Regions from separate parts of the Mus musculus genome. Here region 1 is linked to region 2. Evidence: chromatin contacts called from public HiChIP or PLAC-seq data. All regions are on one chromosome and are shown on one strand. Each heading gives the region's core, a stretch centred on a gene start, on an enhancer-like site or on the middle of the called end of the contact. The rest is flanking DNA. Distances are from core to core; before and after follow the strand shown.

Region 1 (4,883 bases), core at 138-2,637, 720 kb after region 2:
CAGGGAAGCCTAAAAATGTCTAGTGAATTTGCACCTCTGAAAAGAAATGACAATAGAATAGAATAGAATAGAATAGAATAGAATAGAATAGAATAGAATAATAGAAGAGTATGGAAGAGTATAGTAGAGGGAGAAGTCACTGCAAGGCCAATGAATAGGAGCTAAGTAGAGAATTCTTTCTCATTCACTGAAGCATTCCAGTATCTCTTGGAGTAGCAACCAGAGCTTCTTGACTATGAAGTGTCTGATTACACACAGAAAGAGCAAGATAGGGGAGGCTAGCATTGTTATTTAGTACGAAAATGTTAAGCTTCCATACAGGAAAATAAGAGTATGGTAAGTGTTTGAGCCAAGTCATTTTGGCATCATGGGCTGGGGATGTAGAGACAAGAGCACAGGAGTTCAGGATCATCTGTGGCTACAAAGTGAGCTTGAGGACAACCTGGGGCCTTTGTCTCAAACAAAACTAAACACCCAAAGACAACAACATAGCATCCTGCTGGGGGTGGGGGGAGTGGGGGCAGGTTTTTATCCACAGAACATTTATGTAAAAAGTGACCTGATTACAATCTAGGATTGTTAAAAAGTGCTCCCCAGCTATTTAGTAACACCTTGAGTATGCAGCTGTTAGCACGTTTCTGTTCCCTCAAAGGATACATGTGTCTTGCTTACTCTTGCATCCTCCATCATAGGCCAGTAATAACCCATAGGGCTATCATCAGTCAGGAGTAAGCACTTATTTTTTTAAAGATTTATTTATTTTCATGTGTATGGGTGTTTTGATTGCATGTACGTCTGTGCACCACATGTGTGTCTATTGCCCACAGAGGCCAGAAGAAGGTGTCAGAGTCCCTAAGACTGGAGTTACAGACAGTTGTGAGGGTTGGGACTCAAACCTAGATCCTTTGGACAAGCAACCAGTGCTCGTAACTGCTGAGCCATCTCTCCAGCCCCAGCAATAAGCATTTGTAATAAAGATGAAGGGCAAGAGGAAGTTGAATAGCTAAAACTGTTTCTACAGATCACCTGACAGAAGCTTAAGCTGAGGGTCTTGTGCCCTGTGTGGCCCTAATGAAAGCCAGCCTTCCATAACCCTGCTGTTCTCCCTGCCTGTATATTTTATCCATCTCATACTGTCTAAGCATCACCACTTTTGTAAGCAAAAGTCCCCACGTGTGTGCTAATTCTGGAGCTTTAAGTCTGACATGGTTTGTTCACTGAGGAAAAGTATAACAAAAACAGTATAAAATAAAAGATGCTTCCTTTGATGAGCCCAGGAAGAGTAGCCAGAATATAATCGTCTCCCTGCATGGGTCACTCAGAACTGATGGCCTTAAGAGCCATCATGGTTTCCATGGGAGCTGTCCTGTCTTTGACTTGTAAGGAGCAGCACCTGGGCTCCACAGAAAAGAGTCCACAGCTCAGAGAGCTCAAATTACTTCTCAGCAGACCCTTCCTTCTACCTGGATAATATCCCAAAATGTGCAAGTGAGGGGACCTGCCAACACCCCCAAAACGGACATGTCCATTTGTCCCCAAATAAAAGCGGCACCTTTCCCTCTGCCACACCTATAGCCCTCCAGATGACAGAGAGATGTGAGAGTAAAGACAAACGGGAGAGACTCGGAACTCTGCAGGTGTGGCCTTCAGCCTACACTTTTGCTGACTCACCCTGCCCTGCTTCTCTTTGCTCAAGCCCAGAAGTTAGGCCTGGGGACAGGAGAGAATCCAGACGTGGATTCTCAAGCCTTGCCCGGGAGTCTAGCTCAAAAGCATCCTGTCTGTCATTATGCCATCTCGGTGAAATGAAAGTCACCTACCTTTCTGGACATATAGGAGACTCGAGGAACCTGCGGAGGACTCTGCGGCCCGGAGAAGCAAAGATCTCAGAAAATAAAACCTGGGGGTGGGAAGGTTTCGAGGTACTCATGAGTTGTGGAGACTAAACCCACTGGGAGAAACCAAGCCTTAGACTCAGTTCAAATTTAGATCGAATGAATTAATTCTCACTGTTGGTAGAGCCAGACAGCATGCCATGGGGGAAGGGTGGGGGAAGGGGGGGCGGGGTTAAAGTGCGGGCGTCCAGGTGCTTCTCACTTCCCCACTATAGAGTAAGGAGAAGACCATTGCATCCTTTCCCGTGGCAACAGAGTTTTACAGAAGCAATGGTGTCTGTTACCACCTCACAGCCTATTACTATCCTATTCTCAGCTCACCCGCAGGCCACTGGGGTTTCCCAGGCATTCCAGAGCACAAGGCCAACAGGCCCTGAAGGGACATCCAAACTCAGTGCCTACCTCTGGGTCAGAACCTTACTTCTCAGCCTGGCACTTCTGGCCCCGGACCGCTGTGTTGGCCTCTGTCCCAGGGCAGACACCATGACCAAGGCATTTACTTGCCTTACAGGTTCAGAGGTTCAGTCCATTATCATCAAGGCAGGAGCACGGCAGCATCCAGGCAGGCATAGTGCAGGAGAAGCTGAGAGTTGCTGCTAGGAGAAGACTGGCTACCCCGGTTTAAATGTTTAAATTCACCCACCCAGCTGGCATTTCCTATGCCTCGTCTCTGCTTTATTTCTACACCTCGCCGCTTTCAGGGAACATATATTTTACTTATTAATTTGCTCTCTTATTTATTCGTCTTTCCCACTAGAACACCAGCATTTCCGTGTCTCTAGTACTAGCACAGTATGTGACTAGTAGGTAGCTATTCAGTGACCATGTGTTCAAAGAAAAAAAAAAAAAAAAGAAAGACAGTTTAGGTGCTTAAGGCTATAACACAGTAACTCTGACCTACTCCTAGCTGGGAATTGGGGTTCAGGCCTCCTTGCCCCCGTCATTGACATCTCTGTCACCCCAAAAGGACCCTGCACAGAGGCATTCCTGGTACTCAATCCCTTTGTTCTCTCCCTTCTGAGATTGTTCCTTACCCACCCTGCCCCCCTGTAATCAATGATTTTAAATACAGCAGCCATTCAACAAACGGCAGTGCCTGCTGCCTATCAGCCTTTGTGCTTCCTGTAGAGTTTTTATTCGATCATTATAAGCTAGATAGTGTGTATGTGCATTGTACATACATATGTGGGTGTGTCCCCTCACCCCCCCCCCCACCTCCAAGGTAACCTTGGAGTGGCTTTCTCAATCATCTGCCTTGTTTTTTTCTCTCACTGAATGGCTGCAGAGTCCCCGTGTTCTGCCTACCCCTGCTCCCCAGAGCTGGGGTTACAGGGAGCTATCACACCCAGGTTTGTATGCGGGCACTGGGGTCCGAACTCAGATCTTTGTGTTTGTGTAGCATATATTTTACCCACTGAGCCATCTTCCCAGTCTCCACATTATCTTGTTTTTACATAATCATGTGACCCTAGAGACCACATTGAATATTCAAGTGTCTGCTTTTACTTCTGTGAGGCTCCCTCTATGCATAAAGGTGGGCTCTGCTGGCGTACTGACACTTGGGATAGCCTGTAACTCAAAAGGTCACTTCTGACTCATCAGTCCAAAGCACAAATTGGACTTAGTGGTTCTGGTCTGTTCCTTTCTACCCAGAATAGGAAGATCTGAATGCAGACAAGGCCCTTATAAAAGACTGGAGCCCCAGTGTCTGGCTGCAAGGTACCTACCCCAGGCCAATGGGTAAGAAATTCTCCAGTTGCTACAATGACCAGAAGCATCACTTCACGACACCAGAGAAGATGGCACTGTCGTGATTCATAAGAGCACCCACACCCAGAGCTCCTCCCTTCAGGTCCAGCTGATTATCCAAGACATGGCTTTTATGTGGCCCTCTCTTACTCTTCCAGCAAGACGTTCACTTCTGACTTTGATTCTCTTTTGCCTGCTTGGGATCAATCCCAAGCCTTATACCTGCTCTGTGTGAGTTTTACTGCTCAGCTGCATCCCCAGCCCTAACTACTCCGTTTTGAATAAGATAAATCAAGTCGCCTTTCAAATGCTTGTAGACAAGGAAACAGATACTGACCTAAGACAATGCAGGTTGTGAGGCCTGAAGCTGGGACTCATGCATTTCGCTAGGACTTATCTCCCTCGAGGCTGGAGGGGATGTGTGGGGATTCCCCCATCAAATCCTTTGCCCTACTTCCATTTTTTTCCACCCAGGTCATTTTCCTAAGGAAAATGAGGTCAGGCTAACATTCAAAGCCACTCCAAAATTCAGGCTAAGGATAGGAGGCATGACGTTAGGGATGTGCAGAGAGAGGATAGAGCCCTGCTGGGAGAGTCAGAATGAGGCAGCATGGAGTGAGTGTAAATTGTAGGGGGTGAGGCAAATAAAGCTATCTCCATAGTGATGACATAGACAGACAGGTAATGGGGAGGGGCCCGTAAGGAGAGGGCTTAGCCTTTTAAATGGGGGCTTTATCCATAAGATTCCAGGATCCAAATCATGTCCCGCATCAAGGACACTACCTCTCAGGCTTGGTCCAACAATGCAGTCCAGGCAGGTGAGGCTAAAAGAAAAGTGGGTTGAAGGTTTCCCCGGGCAGATCCATTCGCAGCAGCTGCTCCCTGGGAACCACTTACAGGCTGCAGCTCCTGAAGCTCTGTCTATTGACTCTGTTTATTTCCCGGATTAGTCAAGGAGCGGCTGATACCCCAGCCTGCCCTGCCAAGGGCTCAGCTTCTGGTTCACCTCACAGGCTTCACCAATTCAATTAGCACACTCTCTACTCCACCTCTGCAGTCATTAATGAAAATACTGCTGAATGCCGGCAGGTCCCTGGGGCCTCCCCTCCACCCCTTCGTCCTCCAGCCTAGCTAATAGGCCCCGTTTCTAATCATCTTCCCCCACTGTTCAAGGATGCCCCCCTTCCCATTTACTCATTAATTCAATCATTCATTTGTTCCCTATCTAGAATAGAGACT
Region 2 (5,252 bases), core at 1,667-4,166:
GGCACACGCCTTTAATCCCAGCACTTGGGAGGCAGAGGCATGTGGATCTCTGTGAGTTTGAAGCCAGTCTGGTCTACAAAGTGAGTCCAGGCCACAGCCAGGGTTCTGTTACACAGAGAGACCCTGTCTCAAAAAACCAAACCAAATCAACAACCAACAAACAAAGCTAAAGCAGAAAGCTGTGATGACAGTAGGTTCTCTCCTGTACAAGGCATATGTCTGATCAGAGAGGCCAGTGCCTTTGAGACTGGCAGGCAGCCTCCATTCACTCTGTCAATATACAGGATAGCTCTCAAGACGTCTGCAGACATACCAGTTCTAAAGCCAGCCAGCCAGCCCCTGGCTGAAAGTGTTAAGCCCTAGGACTTTCCTTATCTGTGAATGTGGTCATTTATGGCACTCCCTTCTGTATGTACCCCTTCATGTCAGCCGCCGAAACAAGGACCAGTGCAGGATGTATACAGTGGGCAACAAGAGTATTAAGAAAATAAAATTGCTGGGTGGTGGTGGCACACGAATTTAATCCCAACACTTGGGAAGCAGAGGCAGGTGGATTTCTGAGTTCAAGGCTAGCCTGGTCTACAAAGTGAGTTCCAGGACAGCCAGGGCTATACAGAGAAACCTCTCTCGAAAAACCAAAGAGAGAGAGAGAGAGAGAGAGAGAGAGAGAGAGAGAGAGAGAGAGAGAGAGAGAGAGAGAGAGAAAGAGAGAGAGAGAAGAATACTAGCTGCTCTGACAGATGGGTTTGATTCCTAGCACCCACATAGCTGCTTACAGAACTTACTAGAACTGTAACTCTAGTTCTAGGGGGATCCAGTGCCCTCTTCTGTCTCCCTTGGGCACTAGGCACACACGTCGTACACAGAGACATACATGCATACAAAATACCCGTACACATTTAAAAAAAAATGTAAGTTTAAAGATTGACTTTGTTGAAAAGAATGTTTGTTTAGTGAAGGTCCTTAGCTTTGCTGTCATTGCTGTAATAATGCATGTAGTCACTTTTCAGGACAACAGGGATTCAAAGTCTGTCTGGACATGATAATTATTCCCGCTCAGCCAGGTGGATCGGGGCATGGTTAATGTGTATGAGAACGATAAGTTTGCTTAGGAGGAAGAGACTGGGTCACACAGTTCCATCGGCTGCTTCCACAGATCCCCAGATTCCCCACCGTGCCCCCTTTCTGACTAATGTGACTACATAGTCCTGCACCAGAGCTGAGGTTTAACATCTTGGGACGTATAAGGTGCGACCAACCTTGCTTACAGGACAGCATGACTAATGCCTTGCCCCTCCTTCCAGTTGCCCTCCTGCTGTTTTGCCTCACCAGGAGAGGCTTCTAGGTAAGTTTTCTTTGTAAAGTTTAGGCACAGGCAAGGTATGCTCCCTTTGCGGTCCCTTCTCTACTTGACACTGAACAACTCCACTGAGAATCAGGCCTAGAGGAGACTGGCTTTGTGTCTGGAGTGAGTTCACCCATGCTGTGCACTGCCCGAGCAGGCTGAGAGGGGCCCCTCTCCTTGACATTCACTGCCACAGTCACAGCTGTGTGAAGGACAGATATTCCACCAAGCCCAAGGAGTCTGGCGCTTCACGAGTGCTACCTGATCAGGATGCTCTAGGCTCAGGCTGGTCTTTTTTTTTTTTTTTTTTGGTTTTTTGAGACAGGGTTTTACTGTATAGTCCTGACTGTCCTGGAACTCACTTTGTAGACCAGGCTGGCCTCAACTCAGAAATCCACCTGCCTCTGCCTCCCAAGTGCTGGGATTAAAGGCATGCACCACCACCACCTGGCTGCTCAGGCTGGTCTTAGCCTTCTCCCTTCTTGTTAGACTGAGTGGAGCCCAGCCTAACCTGGGCAATCGCTGGGGCCTCAATTCTACATAAAGTTTCTTTGGTTGGCAATCTCACCACATCTGACAACTCGGTAAAGGGTCTTAGCAGATACCTTGGATGCCCAGATACTGGAGAAGAGCCTTTGGAGTCTCTTCTCTGCAGGAAATTTAAGATGCTCGTTTGGTTCCAAGTCACCTTGGCCTTCCTGGAATGTTCTGGACCCATTATACCCTTGCTAGATTTTCAGCCTCAGAGCTGACACCCTGCCAGTCAGATGACTGTGGTTCTGAGGAACTCTTTCATCGAAATCTATTCTCCTTTACAGTGATCCTGTAGAGACTTCTGGGAGTTCAGGGGTGTCTAACATACCTCTGGACCAGCTTAATGTTTTTTTTTTCCCCCTGGGATTTAAACCAAAGAGATTCCAGAGGCTGCCCCAATTTAGCATAAACCTTTGACAATCAATGCCAAACTTAATCCAGCTCCTACGTCCCTCCCCGCTCCTGGCTCCAGCCTAGATCTTCTCTAGATCATGACATCTCGGCAGCACCCCATCCCACACCCTTTCCTCTTAACCCTCGGTCCTACCTGAGGTTCATGTCCCCCTTCATGGCCAGGGTGAAGAGGTTAGACAGGTTCCCCCCAGGAGAGCAGCCGCAGATGAGGATGGCCAGAGCCTCAATGCTGGTCAGATGAAAGACCTTGCCCAGAAGGAAAGCACTGAGGGGCATGATACCGTACTGGGCCACTATGGCGATGATCACCCCTTTGGGCTTCCAGAAGTGAGCCTTGATCTTGCTGAACTCCATGGTGCAGCCAAGCGAGAGCATGATGAGCAGCAACATAACTACCAGAATGACGCTGAGCGCAGTGTCTGTGGCCCGGTGGCCAAAGCCAGGCGGCAGGGAGAAATTGAAGGGGGCTGATACGTTGTGCGCCTCCATCCTCCGACCCAGTGAACACCACCTCACTCTCTGCTCCTGCCCTTCCTTGCCCAGTGCTGGCTGGATGTTTTCTTCAGTCCTCTTTCAGGACAGAGTTTCTGGACAAAATGTAGCTGTGGGCAAATAAAAGATTATGCAACCTGCAGAACCACGGTTGTGGTTATAAGACAGCCCATAACCTCATCTCCCCGGATCCCCTACTTTGCTTAAGTTTTCTGACCTCTGTGCCTGCCGAGTGGAGCTCGTACCCAGCACAGGGTTCATTCTTTACCCTGCTGAGCATGCTTCACTATAGCGTCTCTGAGACCCATCCAGGACCTGCAACAAAACATGTCCACCTTTCCCTTTAGTTCCTGCTTCTAGCTCAGTCTCGGAGACCTCAGGTTGTTTCCTGGGAAAAGGTGCCTTCCCTATCCTCAGTGAGTCACCATTTGTTCCCGAGAGAAAGAGACTGTTTCTGCCTTTGCCTTCCTCATCTAAGTGGCAAAGGCCAGAGGGCCATGGGACAGGATGGGGGGGCGATGTGGTGTTGCTGTCTTCAGGAGAGGCTGTGTCCATGACTGTCCTCCTCTGAGACCTTGCTTTGTGCCCATATCTAGACCATACGTGTCCTGTGGGGGTTGGGGTTGGTTGGGGGGTGGCACCATGAATCCCTGAAAGACTTACTTATCTCCAGAGGGGAAAAAACTTTCTGGGGTACGTTGGGCTCTTGGAAGCCTGGAGATTATCCAAAGCCCAGCTCACGAGAAACTCCAGCTGTGGAGAGTAACTAGCTGGTGCCTGAGGTATCCATAACTTGAGAGACTTCAGAGAAGGAAGTGAGGTTGTAGCAAGCTTGAGATGCACCAGGTAAAAAAAATAATTCCACTATTTTTTGGCCATATATAAAGCAAGCTCTATTAAATATTAAATACCAGCCAAGGGGTAGACTTTGGTCAGAACCAGTTCCTGAAATGTTTCAGCTAAGTGCCCTGAGACAGACATGTAGCGGGGGTTTCTAAAGACTAATCTATGCCAGGCGGTGGTGCCACACGCCTTTAATCCTAGCACTTGGGAGGAAGAGGCAGGCAGATTTCTGAGTTCGAGGCCAGCCTGGTCTACAGAGTGAGTTCCAGGATAGCCAGGGCTATACAGAGAAACCCTGTCTCGAAAAAAACAAAACAAAAAACCAAAAACAAACAAACAAACAAACAAACAAAGACTAATCTATAAACCACTTTCCCAAGAGGCATTGTTATTTTTCAAGAATGACAGCTTATAGCATTCTAGGAAGTTACCAGGTTTGTGGGCAGGTGGGGTGTGCAGGTTAATTTTAGGCATTGCAGATGAGTGGCCTTTTCTTACTGCACTCCCAATGGCTCTATTTTGCATGTTGGGCCTGTGGGTCTCATGATGGAAACCAGGTGGGAGGCATGCAACATCAGCAGCATTAGAGAGGCAGGTATGGCCATCCTGAGCTGAACTCCCCCGACTCACCTCAACTATGAGACTGAGCGGGTCTGTTAGGTGTAGTTTCCCCACCATGACCAAGGCAAAGAACACTTTTTTTAAAAAAAGATTTTCTTATTTATTTTATGTATATGAGTACACTATAGCTGTCTGCAGACACACCAGAAGAGGGCATCGGAACCCATTATAGATGGTTGTGAGCCACCGTGTGGTTGCTGGGAATTGACCTCCTCTGGAAGCGCAGTCAGTATGCTTAACCACTGAGCCATCTCTCCAGCCAGACTGAGGCAAATCTTTTTTTTAAAAAAAACGTTTATTTATTTATTTATTAATTTATTATAAATACACTGTAGCTGTCTTCAGACACTCTAGAAGAGGGAGCCAGATCTCATTATGGATGGTTGTGAGCCACCATGTCATTGCTGGGATTTGAACTCAGGACCTTCAGAAGAGCAGTCAGTGCTCTTAACCGCTGAGCCATCTCTCCAGCCCCCGAGGCAACTCTTATAAGGACAGTATTTAATTGGGGCTGGCTTACAGGTTCAGAGGGTCAGTCCATTATGGCAGCATCTAGGCAGGCATGGTGCAGAAGGAGCTGAGAGGTCTGTCTATCTCTTCATCTGAAGGCCACTAGGAGAAGACTGGCTTCCAGGCAGCTAGGATGAGGGTCTTAAAGCCCATGCCCACAATGACACACTTCCTCCAACAAGGCCACACCTCCTAATAGCACCTCTCCCTGGGCCAAGCATGTTCAAACCACCACAAACTGTCTCACTGAAGCTGACTCCTAGAAGTGTTTCCATCATTCTCTCGGCTGTACAAACCCTGCTCCCTGCTGCTTCTGCTCCCTCTGCCCTCATGGGCCTGTGTCCAATGGCCCCTGAGGAGAGGGAGGCCCACAGCTAGCCATTCTGAGCATTGGGGTGGTATCCTGAAGGAGGTTGCTTCCTCTCTTTGGAGAAAGCCAACTCATGCAGACATTCTCTCTGTTTTCTGGCCACCATGATTTGAGTGGTTGCCG

What was found. HiChIP or PLAC-seq counts read pairs in DNA pulled down with a chosen protein or histone mark.
Region 1: a contact with region 2 is called in an H3K27ac HiChIP or PLAC-seq map of embryonic stem cells, with 3 times the contacts expected there. The contact joins the enhancer-like site here to the promoter of Slc10a1 in region 2. A contact is called at or near these places in 8 of 39 promoter capture datasets (the 3T3-L1 cell line, the HPC-7 cell line, cranial neural crest and 4 more), 1 of 484 Hi-C or Micro-C datasets (cerebral cortex), 1 of 115 datasets of contacts at active chromatin or transcription factors (embryonic stem cells) and 1 of 9 other capture datasets (embryonic stem cells).

The regions. Positions count from the first base shown.
Region 1 is chr12:81,681,919-81,686,801 of GRCm38.p6, forward strand. No RefSeq gene overlaps it. Among named protein-coding and RNA genes, the nearest start is that of Ttc9, 53 kb to the left of the region's middle. Within about 2 kb of position 1,388, at least 29 of the 459 cell types and tissues checked have an H3K27ac peak or open chromatin away from gene starts, as enhancers often do. A contact at or near this core is called in embryonic stem cells and stem cell-derived epiblast-like cells, where this site is marked.
Region 2 is chr12:80,965,163-80,970,414 of GRCm38.p6, forward strand. It overlaps Slc10a1 (solute carrier family 10 (sodium/bile acid cotransporter family), member 1), which reads right to left and starts at 2,917. Exons shown (of 4, transcript NM_011387.2): 1 at 2,427-2,917. The coding sequence starts at 2,782.